Linked DNA regions of Zea mays: region 2 is linked to region 1. The links are chromatin contacts, called in public Hi-C maps. All regions are on one chromosome and are shown on one strand. The core of a region is the stretch at or near the end of the contact, and the rest is flanking DNA. Distances in the headings are between cores, read along the strand shown. Region 1 holds the start of LOC103654758 (calmodulin-binding receptor kinase CaMRLK). Region 2 holds the start of LOC103654760.

Region 1 (2,700 bases), core at 84-2,583:
GCGGCCGCTCGAGCACCACCACCGGCGCGGCGGCGGCCAGCTTCAACGCCCCCACGGCCACCTCGTCGTCCTCCCACGCCGCTGTCTTCCGGTCCTTGTCCTTGTCCTTCTTCTTCTTATTCCACCGACGCGTCATGGCGCACGCCACGCACGCGGCCAAGAACACCAGCGTCACCGCTGCGCCGACTGAGACCAGCGCCATGGTGACCGCACGTCTGCGTTTGTGTCTGCCGCCACTAGACGCCGGCGCCGGCGCCGGCGCGAGGTCCTCGACCACCCGCAACGCGTCGCCGGCTTGGACGAAGGAGGAACTGCCGAACTTACGGATGGTGTCGGCGTCAACCGCGCCGGAGAAGTCGTTGTGCGAGATGTCCAGGACCTGGAGGCCGGCGAGAGGCGGCAAGTCGGTGGGGAACGTCCCGGCCATGTTGTTCCACGACAGGTTGAGCTGGCGCACCAGCGTCAGGCCCCGCAGCCCCTCCGGCACCGCTCCGATGGCGTTCCTGGACACGTCGAGGCCGACCAAGCCGGAGAGCCCGGCCACGTTCTCGACGGAGGTGAACCGGTTGCCGGACACGTTGAGCGTGGCTAGGCGCGTGCCTGGGTGGCCGCCGAACCGGAGGGCGCCTTCGAGGCGGTTGCAGGAGACGTCCACGGCCCGGAGCGACGGCGCGCGCCAGAACGAGCTGCCGACGCGGCCGTGGAGCGAGTTGCCGGAGAGGTCGACGGTGAGGAGGCCGCTCAGGTTGCCTAGCTCGTCCCAGTCCACGGCGCCCGTGAGGTTGCGCGACGGGAAGCGGAGCCGCCTGACGTGGCGGCACGCGCGGCGGCGGCCGGGCAGCGGCAAGGGGAAGTTGGCGACCTGCCTGAACGCCGCGCGGACGATTTCTCCGTCGCGGAGGGTGCAGTTCGCGGAGCCGTTGGACGTGGCCGTTGCCACCGGAGACGGAGAGGTGGCGGCGGCCGCGGCCGCGGCGAGGAGCAGGAAGACGCGGCAGGCCGCCAAGCGGAGTGGCATAGCTCCAGGTAGTCTCGCTTTGCGCGTGATGGCCGTGTTGTCTTTCTCTCTGGTTTTTTTGTTTTGTAGGAGAGAAGACCTGCGGAGCGCGGCAGTGTGCTGGTCTTGATTGAATGGATGTGGATGTGGTGGGGTGGAATAGTCGAAGGGGGATAAGAAGAGACAATCCGCATTCCGCAACCAGCGCAAGGCAACAAACTGTCAGAATTCGGAAGGCGCGGGAGATGCGCTGATTGACTGTAGTAGTTTGTGTCCCGTGTGGTGGGCCGCACTTAAGTGCGGCACGCGTATGGACGGCCCAACTAAAAGCATCAACAAAATAAAATCTATATTATTCTATCAAGATAATAACGTCAGTGTTCACACATCGCCCGTGTGCCCCGTCCACGTGCCACCTCCCCATCCTCAACATGCTCGCGATGCCCCGTCCATCCATTGTTCGTGCCCCCTGCCTCCATGTGCCCCCTTCTCACTCTCTCTCGCCCAAAAACCCTAGCACGTGCTCGGCCACCGCTGCCGCCCACGTGTGGTCGCTGGCCACGTGCGCCGGCCCAACCAACGACACGTCCTCCCTCACCTCCGTGCGCTAACCGGATCCATGGAAGAAGGATTCCCCGATTAACCCTCTCCTCCTCCCGCCTTCCTCCGCTCCACCCTCCCTCTCCTCGCCTCCCTCGGCTGGCCGCTTTACTGCACCGCCACCACCGTCACAACCACCACATGGAGGAGGACCCACGTCGTCCAAGTCGACGTCCCATCGCCAGAGACTTGGCGCAGGCCCGTCCACTACCATGCCACAGTCCCCGCGCGCCGCAGGAGGCGCTCACGATGCGGGAGCTCGGCGTCGCTAAAGCCGTCGACATGGGGGACGATTGGACACTATGCTCGTCGTCGGCCACGCTCGCCCCTCCTCTCCTATTATCTCCTCGCCCCCAACACCACGCCAGCCTTGGCCTCGATCTGGGCCGCCGCAGGTGTCCTCGTTGCTCTTCTGGCACATCGGTGGTTGATTCCTCAACTCCTTCCTCTGGTACGTACGTTCGAATAATCAAATCGGATTAGCTTCCGGCCCCTCCTCTTTGTTGAGAGCCTTCAAATTCCGCATGTAGGATGCTGACCACAAGGTGGTGAAGGCGTGATGGAGCTCTCGGTGGCGAACCCCGGCACGGAGCGAGGCAAGGGTCCGCTGATCCAGTCCCTGTACTGTGACTCAGAGGCGATGCACAAGCTGGCGCAGATCCTGCTGCTAGGCCTCATCGCCGTGCACGTGGACGTCATCACGGGGGACCCATTCTGCGGCCCGTCCGTGGTGGTCGTGGACCTACACAGGGAGATGGTGGACGTGCTGATCGAGTTGGAGGCCGCGCCACGCCAGGGTCTCTAGACGCTGCATGCAGGACCACGACACCGCCTACCCGTACAAGTTACTTTGTTGCGAGCAGGGGTGCAAGAAGCAGCTGCTGCAGCAAGACATGTCCTCTGTTTGGAACCGCTTCTGAGCGGCTTCTCCCCAGCGCCAAACGCCCGGCTTCTGGCCCAACTTCTAGGTGTCGCGCTTCCTAGAGAAGCCCAACAACAACGTCCTCCTGAAAGTTACCTAGAGGGGGGTGAATAGGCGAAACCTGAAATTTACAAACTTTAAACGTGCACTAAGGCCGGGGTTAGCGTTAGAATTAAATCGG
Region 2 (2,700 bases), core at 48-2,547, 140 kb before region 1:
GGACTTCAAATCCATATTCTATAGCAGAGTATAAGACTGCTGCGTCAGATGCAGACCCTTCTCGGCTACAAGAAACATGGACAAAATTCAAATCAAAATCACAAGCAAGCATCACGTTTTGGGAAAGGGATTCTTGTCTATTTCGGTATGGAGCTGCTTCACTGTCCGATATTGTCATAGGGACATGGATTCCATCAATTGCTCCAATACAGTTCTGCAAGGGAAAATAAGTCCTCAAGGTAACAGAAAAGGGCAGAAAATCTTAGTTTATATCACCAAAAGTTACACTGACCTCAAAGTAAGGCCCATAACGTGTATCAGATGATATTTTCCGGTGGGCTTGAATTGAAGGTGGCCTGACGAATTCACCAGTCATTGGTGTGACTGCATCAAAGCATGCTTTGATATGCCTGTGAATAGTTTCTGTACTGTACTTGAATCTGTCACTTAGTTTCTGAAAACTAGCATTTCGGGATAGCATGTAAATAAACATGCCAATTTTCTCTTCTACAGAAACACCTCTGGTATTTTTCAAAAGATCATTTGACCTCAGATAGCGTGAAAGTTCGAGGAGAACATGGGGCTCCACACGAAGTTTATCATAGCCTTGGCCTCTGTCATCTTCAAGCACTTTACAAATCCTTTCTGCATCGTTAAACTTTGATACTTGACTTGGAGTTTCAATCGCAGTACCATCACTAACCATAGATGTTTGATCCAGAGTTCCAATTCCAGTAGATGCTAGATATAGCGCTGGCAATATGAATATCATTAAGTCATCATCTTCTTCTTCGTCGTCCTCCTCTTCAAAGTCACTAGAGTCTTCTGGATCCATCTTCCAAAAAAAGTACTGGCAACGAAGAAAAAAACAGATTTAAAATGAAGGGTTGCAGGCAAAATATGCATGTTCAAAGAACAAGTGCAGTTTTGAAAAGAAAAGTCAGGCTGAAACTGAAAATAAGCAGTGTTACTAGGATGCTATCAGGGATTTCGGTCATTCCTAAAGTAAGCACAGGTGAAAAGTTTTAAGATGCAACCTAGCAATACGGTGACTAGTGATGAATAAGCAGACAAAACTAAAGCGAATCAAGCAGTAGTTCAAACATCCCCAACCGGAAGCAGGAGGGCGGATTTGGTGGTTGCGAACTTGAGATCGTGGAGGCCTGGTGAGCTACCTGAGATGGCCGACAGAAGTTGCCTTTTCCGGTAGGAAACGGAGGTGATGAAGTGGGGACCTCCCTGCGAGTCTTCGCCGAAGGAGAGGTATCGAGACGGGGGAGGCAGAAGCCTACCGCCGACGGCGATGAGCCGACGACGCCCGGCAGGCGGCGCAAACCTTTGCGACTTGCAACAAACACAAGACGAGGATGAATGAAGCAGCAGCAGCCAGCACTGATCCTCTTGCCAAGCCGGGTGATGAAGCGACAGAAAGCCCAATAAGATCTAGAGGCGCGGCCCACATTTGTACATGGGCCTGGTTCATCTCTATAGCCAAGTCAACGGCGATCTCTGCACTGAAGTGTGACAAGTCAAACTCGCCTTCCCTCTGATGCCCAAATCTCTCTGGGATTGGGATCTCCAGTTGCCCGATCCCCTTCCATGACACGCGAAATGCACGCCATCCTCGCTGGGATTCCGCAGTCCCTCCGGCCCGCGGTGCTGATCGCCTCGACGTGCGCGCTGCTCCTCCTCGCCACCGCGCTACTCCTTCCGCGCGCTCCTCCGGCGGCGCCGGCGGCGGCGCTGACCACTGTCACCGACGCGGACGCCGTCCGCTTGGACGCTAGCGTCACCCGAAGGAACGGCAACGAGGTGCTGTGGCAGCTACCGCCCCCGTCGTCCCCACTGCGAGCCGCGTTGTTCGCGGCGCCCGGGTGCACCATCCGCGCCACCGACTTCTTCGACGCCTCCCCGGGCTGCCCGCGCTGCACGGGGCTTCCCGAGGAGCGCCGTTTCACCCGCGCCGCGCTCAGCCGCGGGTACGCCGTCCTCGCCGTCTCCAGCCGCGCCAAGTGCTGGTCCCTCGACGACGCCGGCGGCGGGGAGGACGGCAGCGAGCTCGCCGCCGTCCAGTCCATCATCAAGTGGTGGACCACAGAGAAGTACCCTCAGCTCGCGGGCCTCCCACTCTTCGGCATCGGCGCGTCCTCGGGCGGGTACTTCCTCTCCGCGCTCGCGGCCAGGGTTAAGTTCAGCAGCGTGACCGTCATGATCGCGGAGGGCATGTACGGGACCATGGCCGAGATCCCCACCGGGTATCCGCCGGCGCTGTTTGTGCATATGCCCAAGGACACCGAAAGGGCGCGGTTGGTTGCGGAAAGCATGGACAAACTCAGGGAGAAGCACGTCGACGTGCGGGAGATCCAGTGCGATGACTTCGCCGTGAGCGCGGAGTTCCTGGCGGAGAGGGTGCCGGGGCTGACCTGGGCCTTCGCCAACGCGCTGGTGGACATGCTTCGGCGGAAGGGATTCGTGGATGAGAAGGGGATGCTGAAGAAGGACGGGAGGAGAACGCCGTGGAAGGAGGCGGCTGAGGAGGCCAAGGTGCTGCCTGAGCGGTTCGGTCTGGAGAGGCATGTCACCGAGGAGCTCAATGTTGCCTATGCGTACCATGAGTTCACCAGCCTGAAGAATACTGAAGTCTTCCAATGGTTTGAGTCCCATATGAATCATTAGGACTGATGCCCAACTAGCTTGCAT

What was found. A called contact is a pair of places that touch in the nucleus more often than the background predicts.
Region 2: a Hi-C map of leaf shows a contact between it and region 1, with 5 times the contacts expected there. The contact joins the promoter of LOC103654760 here to the promoter of LOC103654758 in region 1. A contact is called at or near these places in 2 of 25 Hi-C or Micro-C datasets (both in leaf).

Annotation. Positions count from the first base shown.
Region 1 is chr4:236,306,629-236,309,328 of Zm-B73-REFERENCE-NAM-5.0, reverse strand. It overlaps LOC103654758 (calmodulin-binding receptor kinase CaMRLK), which reads right to left and starts at 1,333. Exons shown (of 2, transcript XM_008681575.3): 1 at 1-1,333. The coding sequence starts at 1,018.
Region 2 is chr4:236,444,529-236,447,228 of Zm-B73-REFERENCE-NAM-5.0, reverse strand. It overlaps LOC103654760, which reads left to right and starts at 1,297. Exons shown (of 1, transcript XM_008681578.3): 1 at 1,297-2,700. The coding sequence starts at 1,600. The coding sequence ends at 2,676. It overlaps LOC100216798, which reads right to left and starts at 1,356. Exons shown (of 3, transcript NM_001143197.1): 1 at 1,176-1,356; 2 at 293-850; 3 at 1-214. The coding sequence starts at 835.